Regions from separate parts of the Oryctolagus cuniculus genome. Here region 1 is linked to region 2. Evidence: chromatin contacts called from public Hi-C data. All regions are on one chromosome and are shown on one strand. Each heading gives the region's core, a stretch centred on a gene start, on an enhancer-like site or on the middle of the called end of the contact. The rest is flanking DNA. Distances are from core to core; before and after follow the strand shown. Region 1 overlaps RAI1 (retinoic acid induced 1). Region 2 holds the start of RAI1 (retinoic acid induced 1).

Region 1 (5,369 bases), core at 102-2,601, 44 kb before region 2:
GGAGTGAAGCCCTTTGGGGAAGGGGCCACGGTGACTGCGGGAGCATCGTGTCCCTGGAGAGGAGACTGCTGGCCCACCCCGGCCTCAGGAGGCGCCTGTGGGACAAAGCCGGGAAGAAAGTGGTTTCGGGAAGGCTGCTGGCTTTGACCTTCTCAGCCGATCACACCGTCGAGGCCAGCGGGGAACCCTGGGAGACCAGGTGCAGAGTCACCCAGAGAGAGCCCTCCCTCATCTCGAGACACACAGCACGGCCAAATCAGCTCGAGGCCCCCAGCCCCGGGGAGGTGGCCAACTCCCTCCAGGGTGACCTGTGATCCCAACCCCTGTCCCCCAGACAGAAGACCCCCAAACAAGAGGCAGGCTTGTGAGGAGTCCTGAAGCAGGTCTGGCTTGCCCAGACCCATCCCTGCCTCAGGCCTCCACCATTAGACAGCCTCGCCTCCCTGGCGTCCAGCAGTGCCCGCCCCTGCCCAGAGATCCAGGGAGCCCCCAGCCTGGGTTAGGACCTGCAGCCAGAGTGGCCCGACCTCTCCAAGCCTCAGTTTCTTCATCTGGACAATGGAGCTAGGACCGCCCTCCCCCCTGAGCTGTCTTTTAGAGAATTAGAATCTGCCAGGCAGTAATTTCTGCCCCCAAGGGCCACCTCCTTCCCCAGCGGGGATTTAACGGTCCCCGCCGGCCTAGTCGCTCGGGCTGCAGGGGCCCCAGCGGAGCTGCCGTGGGCTGCAGGGAGGAGCTCTGTAGGGGAAGACGGGAGGCCTCCAGGACAAGGCAGAAGGAGGAAGTTCCTCGCCAGGCCACACCCCACCTGCCAGATCCAGCGAGAAGCCCAGAGGGCACACAGCCCCAGCCAGGACCTGCCTGCACCCAGGCGGCCCAGGCCAGGCCCGTGCAGAACCTCTGCTCCAGCCACACCTGGCCTGGGCCATGCTTCTCTGCCCACTGCCTAGGTCAGCCTGCGGCACACTGTCGTCTCTCGAATTCTCTCTCATCAGGCCCTTACACACACGCATGCACACACCAGGCCCTGACACACACATGCATGCACGCATACACCAGGCCCTTACACACGCGCACACACACCAGGCCCTTACACACACATGCATGCACGCACACACCAGGCCGACACACGCACACACCAGGCCCTGACACACACACATGCATGCATGCACACACCGGGCCCTTACACACACATGCACATGCACACACACCAGGCCCTGACACACACATGCTCCACGCCCTTACACACACACATGCCCCAGGCCCTTATACATACACATACACACATGTGCTCACACACCAGGCCCTGACACACACACACACATACATCAGGCCTTTACAGACACACACACATTCACACCAGGCCCTTACACAGACACATGCTCCAGGCCCTTATACACACACTCTCACACATACACCATACCAGGCCCTGACACACACGTGCACACACACCAGGCTCTTACACACACGTGTACACCAGGCCCTTACACACACACATACACGTATACATCAGGCCTTACAGACACATACTCCAGGCCCTTATACACATACACTCTCATGCATACACACACCAGGCCCTTACACACACACACAAACGCCATCAGGTCCTTACACAGACACATGCTCTTGGCCTTACACACACACACACACACACAGGCCCAGAACAGGCTGCATCCTGCAGCCAACGCGCTCTCCCCCGCAGTCACACACTCCCCGCTTCGAGGCCACGTCCCTTCCTACAGAATGCCCACTGGGGCTCTCCTCGGGCAGGGCCTCCTTGCAGACTCGCGAGGCCGCCGGCACACGTGCGCGGAAGGACTCAGGGAAGCAAATGGAACTCGGCCCGTCAAGTGGGGGCACCGTGGAGGCGGAGGACCAGGTCCTGGCCGGGTGTGGCCTGCTCCCACCCCCGCTGTGGGTGCCCCACTTCCCACACCCTCCCCTCGTGCGCCGCTAACAGGGACTGGGGTAGGTGAGGGAAATGCACCAGGCTGGCACCCTGGCAGCTCTCGGGGCACTGATACACACAGCTGCCCCCGGGCATCACCTGCCCTGGCCTGCCCCTCTCCCAGCTGCTCAGGGGCTCCGGGCTGGGAGCCAGCCCAGAGTCAGGTCTTCCCACAGGCGGCACCAGCGGCCCTTCTCCCACGGCCCCGCGTCAGCAATCCCCATCCAGCTCCCCTTGTCCTGGGCCGTGCCTCCATCCTGGTGACAGTGCCTCATCTGACCCCAGCCACGCAGGGCCCTTCCTGGCCACGGCCAGAGTGGGGCACACCCACTGCGGGAGTCCCAGGTTCGCCATTCTTGCCCCACCTGTGCTGCAGGCCTGCCTGGCGCCATGACTGCCAGCCACTGAGCCAGGATCACTGGGCCCAGGATGCGAACCAGACCCAGGGCTGGACTGGGTACACACGCAAGCCCTGGCTCCCGAGAAGGGTGACGGGCACCCCTGGCTGCACCCCACCCCTGTGCCACCCTGCGGCATTGCACCCCCAAGGAAGCAGGCGGCCCCCACAGCTCACCAGCACTGCCTGCCAGGCCCTGGTTGGCGGCCTCTGCATTATGCAAAGCTGAGGTTAGCTTTTGATCGCTCACTGCTCCAAGGGAGCATGCCTGATTCTAAGGAATGCCTTCAGTGCTCTGACCCTCGCAGGGCAGGGAGGGGGCGCCCAAGGTCCCCGGAGCCACCCTGAGCGGCGGTGCACCTCGCAGGGATGACCGGCGACAAGCAGGGTCTCTCTCTGTCCCGCTCCGGTGCCCGCGCCTTCCTGTGAGATGAGTGGGCACCTGCCTCTCTCCTGGGCCTGACCTTGGGGCTTTTCCCGGTGCAACCTGGCCCTCTGACACACTCTTTGGGCATCCCAGACTTAGTCAAACTCCGCCTAAGAATGCGGGCGTGGATCCAACAAATTTCAGCGGGACCAGGTGAAGCAGGAACATCCCCGTCCCTTCTGGAAATGGAGCCTCACGTTCTGGGCCCCCTACAGCCCAGACTGCCTCCGAGAAAGCACTCAGCACATCACCCGCCCCAGACACCAGCAAACCCAAGGTCCCGGCCACGGGCAACACACAGAGGCCCTGGATGGATGAGACAGGTGCACCGAGGAGCCCCTCTGGGCATCCAGGTCCTACCAGGCACTGGGACAAACTTGACCTGGTTTTCCCAACTTCCCTACAGTCCTGCCAGGAAAGTTAGGATACCCATCGCACAGTAAAGAGAGAGAAGCCGGAAGAAGGCTCCACTCACAGCCTGTGACCGTGCCTCTGGGTGTGGCTGATCCACACAGAGTAGCTCTCTCCTCCCACTCAAGAGAGCCCTGAGGAACGGGGCCCAGAGGTGGGAGAGTGCGTGGGATGGCACAGGACACGGTGGCCAGCCAGCGCCCTGCAGATGCCAAGGTGAGCCAGCTCTCCAAGCACCCACTGCGCTCAAGACCCCCTGGCGACACCTGCTGTTGAGAGCCTGGACTGAGGCCCCTCTGGTTGACTGTTGGAACCCCCACAGTCCCTACAGGGCTGACCAGCGGTGAGTGAAGACAGGCATGGCACAGAGCAGCCAGGCCTGGGCTTTTCCAGAAACGTCTCAGCACAGGCACCCAGGAGTGTGGACACACACCCCGCCACCAACCAGCATGGGAGCAGGGTTGGCAATGGGGGAGGCAGAGGCAGGGGGAAGGAAGACCCCAAGGTGGCCGGGGCTGGCGAGTCACCCAGCTCCCCGCACACACAGGTACCAGGGCACCAGCCCAGCGTGGACCTCAGAAACAAGCAACCTCAGCGTGCAAGGGACCACCTAGACAGCCTTGTCCCTGGAAGCCTTGCGGAGGAAGGGGCTCGTGGTGGGAGTCTGGGGGCAGCTGCAAGTTAAGAAGGGGCCCCAGCGTGTCCTCAAGTCCACCATGCTTCTGTAAAACCCAAACCCCAAACGCGGCAGAATCTTACGTTGACAACAGGCTAGGAGGTACCTGGCCCTGGGGGAGGAGTTCCAGGGGTCGGGCCCAGGACCTCAGAGACCATCCCCGGAGTCCCATCCGACTCGGGCACCCGGCCCCTCCTCACCTCTGCTCCCCCTGCCCGCCCCGTGAGCGGGCCCTGCAGCCGGACCCTGCCCCAGCCCCAGCCCATCCACCCTCTCCTCGGCTGGGAGATGTGAGTAGGAATGGCTCAATCAGGATATAATCGTTTTTAATTAACGTGCGGATCATTTCACAGGCTGATCTCCTTGGAGACCAGAGGGAAGATGGTCTTTTAAGATGTTTCCTTTGCCTCCCCCAGCCCACCCCTCCCCGCCGAAGGCCGTCCCCCCCTCCCCACTCCCCCCACCCCGCCGCAACCTTGAGAACAGCACAAAAGCCTGATGCTCGGATCCCTCCTGGGGCCATTAGCAGGAAGTGTGTGTTCACACAGACACGCACACGCCAAGCTCAGGAGCACACCCCCCCCACCCTCAACACAACACCCTCCCTGATCACAAATGTGATCAGGGACTCACAAATGCACACACACACACACACAGAGGCATGCAGGCACACCCCGTGCCCAAGAGAGAACTCTACAGACGACCACAGACCTACACCTGCGCCCACAGAGGGGCACGCACCTGCCGGGGGTGGGGGGACACAGAAACCCGGACACGCCCGTGAGACCTCACCCAAAGACTGCACAAGGAGCCAGGTTGTCCTTAACCCTGACGGTCTCCATTCTGTCTCTGTGCCTGCAGGGCTCACTCGGGGAGTACCTGGATCCTCCTGCTGCCACCACGCATCTGTGCCAACACCAGCCTCCCACCCCGGGACCCAACGCTGCGACCCCAGACAAGTGAGCTGAGGCGCAGGTGCAGGGGCACAGGCACGGTGCCCCCTGAAAAATCTGCAGCCCCACGTCTCGCTGCCGTGGGCCCTCCCCTCTTCCTCATGCAGCATGGGACAGCAAAAAGGAAAGTGAGAAGCCGGTGAGAAGGGATGACGGGGAGCCAGAGGCCCATGATTGCAGCCACTGTGGGCGATGCTGGAAGACACAGGCGCCTCTCCTGAGCCGGGGCCTCAGTTTTTCCATCTTTGCAATGGGCAAGATAAACTTGAAAAATGACCTCCAGGGACCTTACGAATTCAGTAGCCAGTTCTTGGTTGCCTCATGGCCTAGGGACGGCTAACCTCACACCTTAGGACACCCCCCCCCTCCCCGCGCACCCTGTGCCCTCTCTGGGACCTCTGACATGGCCCCAGGCTCCCTTCGGCCCTGCTGGAAGGTTCTAGGCTGTGGGGAAGGAAGCAGAATGGTGTTCCACTTAGGGAAAACTGGAGACGCCTGTGTCTCCCACTGCAGGCACGCCGGAGAGGAACATGGCCTCAACCCTCAGAGAATGCTCT
Region 2 (5,931 bases), core at 2,479-4,978:
CAAATAATTTATTTTTTAAAAAAGTATATTTATTTGGCCGGCGCCGCGGCTCACTAGGCTAATCCTCCACCTAGCGGCGCCGGCACACCGGGTTCTAGTCCCGGTTGCCCCTCTTCCAGGCCAGCTCTCTGCTGTGGCCAGGGAGTGCAGTGGAGGATGGCCCAGGTGCTTGGGCCCTGCACCCCATGGGAGACCAGGAAAAGCACCTGGCTCCTGGCTCCTGCCATCGGATCAGCGCGGTGCGCCGGCCGCAGCGCGCCGGCTGTGGCGGCCATTGGAGGGTGAACCAACGGCAAAAAAAAGACCTTTCTCTCTGTCTCTCTCTCTCACTGTCCACTCTGCCTGTCAAAAAAAAAAAAAAAAAGTGTATTTATTTGAAAGGCAGAGTTAGAGAGAGATATACCTTCCATCTGCTGGTTCACTCCCCAAATGGCAAAAACAGCCAGGAGCTTCCCCAAGGGTCTCCCACGTGGGTGCAGGGGCCCAAGCACTTGGACCATCTTCTTCTGCTTTCCCAGGTGCATCCACAGGGAGTCGGATCGGAAGTGGAGAGGCCAGGACTCAAACTAGCATTCCTGGGGCGCTGGCATCGCAGGCGGCGGCTTGGCCTCTCAATTTTTTAAAGACAAACAGAAGAGAAAGCGACGAGGTACGAATATGAGCCACCGCGGCCATAAAATCGCGATAACATGAAGCAGTAGCCACAGCCATAAAGATGGAAGTGCCGGGCACGCCTGGGGACAGCCACCGTCCCACACTGCCACTGTGGTCCCATGAGGTCACAACTGCTGTACTCCCCTCAGCCCCAGCAGGGATACCGAGGCACGGAGAGGCAGGGCAGGCACAGAGGATGTGGGCAGCCAGGGTCACCCGGAACCTCACCCAGACACAGCCAGGAAAGGGCCGGGGAGGGGAGGGGCCCCAGCCACAGCAGGGCCAGGCTCCTGTGCGCAACACAGAAGCCAGGTGCCTGGGGACAGAAAACACCTGTGTGTCTGCAATTCACTTCCCACACCTGGGGCTGGGGCGGCTGCCTGCGGGGGACTTGTGCTCTGTACAAGTCACCAGCACTGGTCAACGTGAGGCCACAGCCGTGCCGTTACTTGTCATAAAAAAAAAAAAAAAAGACAGGACTCCATGGTCTTAATGTTTGCTGAAGGAATCAACAGCAGGTTCACTTCCCAGTCCTGTTTGCTTCAAACTCCCAGTCTGATCTATCAGCTGACAGTAAAATCAATCTCGTGGGTCCAACAGCAATTTTTTAAAATTATTTTATTTCTGCAAAAGGCAGAGTGACAGGGCGAGTGAGTGTGAGAAAGAGAGAAAGGGAAGATGTCCCATCTGCAGCTCTTCTTCCCCACAGTTGGTCTGGGCCAGGCTGACTGCAGCCAGGAGCCCCCAACTCCATCCGGGTCCCCCCCACGGCTGGGTCTCCTATGTGGGTGGCAGGGGGACCCCAGCACTTCCGGCATCTCCCGGCTGCCTGCCCCGCGGCACACAAGTGGGAAGCCAGGACCTGCGCAGGATGCAAGCAGGCAGCTCAGCCCCGCTGCACCCCAACGCCAGGGGTGCGGAATTTTCTTTTAAATGAAACAGACCAGAAGAGAGAGTTATCACAGACCAGCAGACAGGGTAGCAGGCTCTTTCTCTAACTTCTCGTTTGGTTTTACATTTAGGGAACACGATGCAAAATCAGCTGCTCCCTACAGGTCCCAGGGACCACTTGGGCACAGGCTGGGAGATCCCGCGGGAGAGAAAGATGGTTGTAAGGCGAGGGGCGAGGGGCGAGGGGCGAGGGGCAGTGGGAGCGAGGGGCGAGGGGCTCTGGGCAGTGGGAGCCTAGATCACCCCCCTCCTGCGGCTGCACCCTTCTCCTGAGACCAAAACGCCCCAGTCCACTTCTCTGTGTCACCCAAAAGGCCGGTTCCCTTTACCCCTGGGGGAGGGGCCCCCCAAATACCCTCCCAACTATGGGGGGGGCGAGGTGTGGCAAACCCAAAGCCTCTTCTCCAGCGTCCAGCTCCGCGTCCAGCAAGAGCCTGGATATGCAGATATGTGGTCAGTGAGGGCGGGGGCGCGTGGCAAGGGGAGACGCAGCGCCCCCCCCCACCGGCCTGGATCTCCCCACCCCCCCAATCCCACCCTAGGCGCTGGCGCCTCCACATCACAGTTCTTCCCCACCCCGCCCCCCTCCCAAAGCAGCAGACCACTAAAAAAAAAAAAAAAAAAAAGATAAAATAAAAAGAAGTAATTCCCGTGCTCTGACGTCAGCAGCCCGGGCCAGGCAGCAAGACACCGGATTGCAACCAGATGTAATGCCCTTGAAGCCTCCACACGGCGCGGCGCGGGGGAGGGGGCGCGCGGGTCCCGCGTGGCGCCCGGGCGGGCGGGCGCGCGGCGGCGGCGGCGGCGCGGGCCCGGGTCCGCCATTCGGGCGCGCGGCCTCCCCTCCCCCAGCCCCCCACGGCGCATTGTTACCTAGCTCGCGGCCCGGGGTTGGGGTGGGGGGCGCGGTGGATCCCCAGGGGGGCGCGCGCCGCTGCGGCCCGCACTCCGACCCCGGCCCGTGGAGCGCACCCTGGACCTGGCGCCCCAGGAAGCCGGGGCCGCGGCGGCCTAGGGCCTGCCTGCTGTTTCGCTTCCCCACCCAACCCCTCCTCCGAGCCCCCCGGCGCGACCCGAGCTCCAAGTGTCACCCCCGCGTCCTGCCCCGCGGCCCCTCGCCCCTGCTGCGCGCGTCCCCTCCTCCAGGGCTTGCGGGAAGGGGCAGGGGGTGGCAGGCGGCGGGGGAGCCCAGCCTGGGGGGGCGCCAGGTTCGCGGGTCCCGGGGGGCTGCCTGTGACGTCACCCGCGCGGGGCCCGCGCGCGCCCCAGGCCCGGCCACCACGGAGCGCCCCGGGGCGCGGGGGCCGCTTCCTGCCCGGCCGTCCGCCGGGGCCTGCGCACAGGCCCCGGGCGCCGCGCGGGCCCCGGGGAGAGGGCTGCGCGCCCAGAGCGCCCCGCTCGCCGCCCCGACTCCCACGCGTGGGCCGCGGCGGCCCCGGTCACGCACGGAGGAGCCGCTCCCCGCCTTCCCCCCGCCCCCGCACACACACACACACACACACACACACACACACCCAACGCGCTCAACAAAGCTCCCCTCGCGCCCCCCGCCCCGGCGACGCGCAAGCGGCCCCCGCGGCCCCCCACGCCGCGCCGCGGTGCACTCGGGGGCCCTGGCCACGCTCGCCCCCGCTCCGCGCGCCCCCCGGCCGCTGACCTCGGCCACCCTCACCGCCACACAAAGCAACGACCCCCACGGACCCCCGTCTCCACCCGGCCCCGAGCGCGCGCACGCCCAGCGCCCGCTGCTCACCTCGGCGCCCGCGCTCACTCGGGGGCCCCGCCGGGCCTGGCGCTGCGACGTCGCGGCCTGCAGGCCCCGGCGGCCATGGGGGTCAGGGCGGAAGGAGGTGGACCGCGGCGCCCCCTCCTCGCGCCGGCGTGCGGGCCGCGGCCAGGGCGGCCTGCTCGGCTGGCCTCTCGCCCTCGCCGCCGCCTCGGCTCCCCAACTCGCCTCTCGCAGCCCCGCCGCGGGCGGGGGGCGGCGCCCTGGCCGCGCAAGCCGGCACGGCCTGCCTGGTGTCCGCGGGTGCCGCGGGGAAATGCGATCCGCTCCGCACAGGAAGAGCGGGCGGGCGCCGCGCGGGGGGAGCAGGAGCGCGAGAGCGCGAGGAAAAGTTCCCGGGCGGGCGGGCGGGCGGGCGGCCTGGCTGCGCTCGCTCGCGGCCCCGGGCGCCGGGTGGGCCGTGCGCGCCCCGACAGCACCCCCTGGCGGCCCGCGCGCCCCACTACGCGGCCCCGGCCGGCGAGGCTCCGCGGGGAGGCGGCCTGAGCGCAGCCCTGGAGCAAGGGGTCTGGGGTCGGATGGGGGCTGGGGGATTCGGGAACTCTGGGGGTGGCGCTTCCAGCCCCAGGCCCCTCCGCCGTCACCCTCGCCCCAGCCCTCTCCTGTACTCGCCTTTGCACAGTTGGAGAAGCGGTTTTGGCGTTCACAGCACCCCCTGCGCTGGACACCACTGTCTTTAGCACCTTGCTGGGTGTAGAGGAGTCAACAGTGACCAGTATGGTCCCCGCTGTCGCGGAGCTGGCTTCCTGGCAGAAGGAGCCGGGGCAAACAGAAACACGGAATTCTAAAGTTAGCAGGTGAAGTGATGGAGACTGGCTACTTAGCAGGAGGTGAGCGAAGAGCAGGAAAGAACTGGCTGGGCTAGAGCTGGGAGCTGGGGGAGGGGGTGGAAGACCAGCAGGTGCAAAGGCCCTGTGGCCGGTGAGAAGCTGGTGATTGGGATGAGGGGCCCTGAGGTGTCAGAGCTTCTGGGTGATTCAGGAAAGTGAGTGCCCCCCCCCCAACCTCAGTACCCTGGTCTCTGACAGCAGGAGTTGGGATGGGCCCAGCCCCAGGCCCTCTCTGATCCTGGCAACCCCTCTTCGTCAGGAAACTGAGGCAGGCAGTGATGGAGTTCCCTGCCCCCGGGGGTCTTCAGAGAAAGGTGACAGCCGGGCCTGGCCGCCAGCGCCCAGGGCAGTGTGGACAGACAGACAGACAGACAGACGCTGGGAGCACGCCGTGAACTGTGGTGCCGCGGGGATCGCTCCTCTGAGTGGCTGTGGGCTTTGCATTCCAGTTTCCCCCTCTGTAGGGTGGAGATGATGGCAGTGCCCACTGTCGATGCGTGGTGCCCGGGGGCACTCAGCAGGATGGGGTCGTGGCTCAGCAAGGTTAAGCCGCCACCCGCACCGCTGCCATCCCCCATGAGTCCCGGCTGCTCCACTTCCGATCCAGCTCCCTGCTTAATGTGCCTGGGCAGGCAGCAGCGGAAGATGGCCCAAGTGCTCGGGCCCCTGCCACGCATGTGGGAGACCCGGATGGAGCTCCAGGCTCCTGGCTTTGGCCTGGCCCAGCTGTTGTAGCCAACAGCTTGGGGAGGGAACCAGCAGATGGAAGATTCTTTCTGTCTGTCTCTCTTTCTGTAACTCTGCCTTTCAAATCAATCAATCAATCAATCTTTATCAAATAAAATGCTAGATGTCTCTGTAGTCCCCTCCGGGCCTCACCTCCCACCCTCCCCGCCTTGCCTTAACCTGCTCCTAGGGAGACCCTACAGGGAAGCCCAGACTCGGGAAACTCAGCGGGACACAGAGGAGGGACCCTGGGGGCCTTCTGCTTCCCTTACATGGGGGTCTCAGGCTAACTCTACCCAGAGAAGGCGTCTGGCTTTGGACTTTGGTGTGAGTTGTGTGTGTGTGTGTGAGTTTTCTTTTTAACTTGCTAGAATTTACCAGGTTTGGGGACACTGGGCCATATGCTTGGGGCTTAGAGGCACAGATGGAGTTTTTTGTTTTTGCGGGGGGAGGGGCGGGGAGGGTCACAGCTCCGGCCCCATTTGGAGAAGCGCATTGGGAATTTAGGGAGGGCTTGGAGCAGGGGCAGGGGTCCCGGAGTGGGAGCTGGAGGGAGCAGACAGAGCAGGTGGTCCAGGGGCAGAGGGGGTGTAAATGCCAACAACGTGCGCCACCCGCATCCCAGGTCCAAGTGCGTGCTTCGTGCCCCTGCTCTGCTCTCCACACCCTGGGAGGCAGCAGGGAAAGGCCCAAGTGCCTGGGCCCCTGCAACCCACGTGGGAGACCCCGATGGAGCTCCAGGCTCTGGCTTTGGCCTGGCCCAGCCTTGGCTGTTGCTGTGGGCATTTGGGGGAGTGACCCAGAGGATGGGAGCCGTGTGTCTGTCTGTCTGTCCCTGAGTTTAGTGGCTTTTCATGATATAGCTTAATTCTTGACAGCTCTGCGGGCCCAAAGGCCAAACTGGGTGTCGCTGGGGTGAGGGCTGGCTGCAGCAGGGGCTTCTGGTACTTTCCTGCTTCTGTGGCCAACCCCATGTCTTGATTG

What was found. A called contact is a pair of places that touch in the nucleus more often than the background predicts.
Region 1: a Hi-C map of an unstated tissue shows a contact between it and region 2, with 1.6 times the contacts expected there. The contact joins the enhancer-like site here to the promoter of RAI1 in region 2. A contact is called at or near these places in 2 of 6 Hi-C or Micro-C datasets (ear pinna and an unstated tissue).

The regions. Positions count from the first base shown.
Region 1 is chr17:62,467,748-62,473,116 of mOryCun1.1, reverse strand. All of the region lies in intron 1 of RAI1 (retinoic acid induced 1), which reads right to left. Among named protein-coding and RNA genes, the nearest start is that of RAI1, 42 kb to the right of the region's middle. Within about 2 kb of position 1,351, at least 1 of the 8 cell types and tissues checked has an H3K27ac peak or open chromatin away from gene starts, as enhancers often do.
Region 2 is chr17:62,425,984-62,431,914 of mOryCun1.1, reverse strand. It overlaps RAI1 (retinoic acid induced 1), which reads right to left and starts at 3,728. Exons shown (of 5, transcript XM_070061542.1): 1 at 3,359-3,728.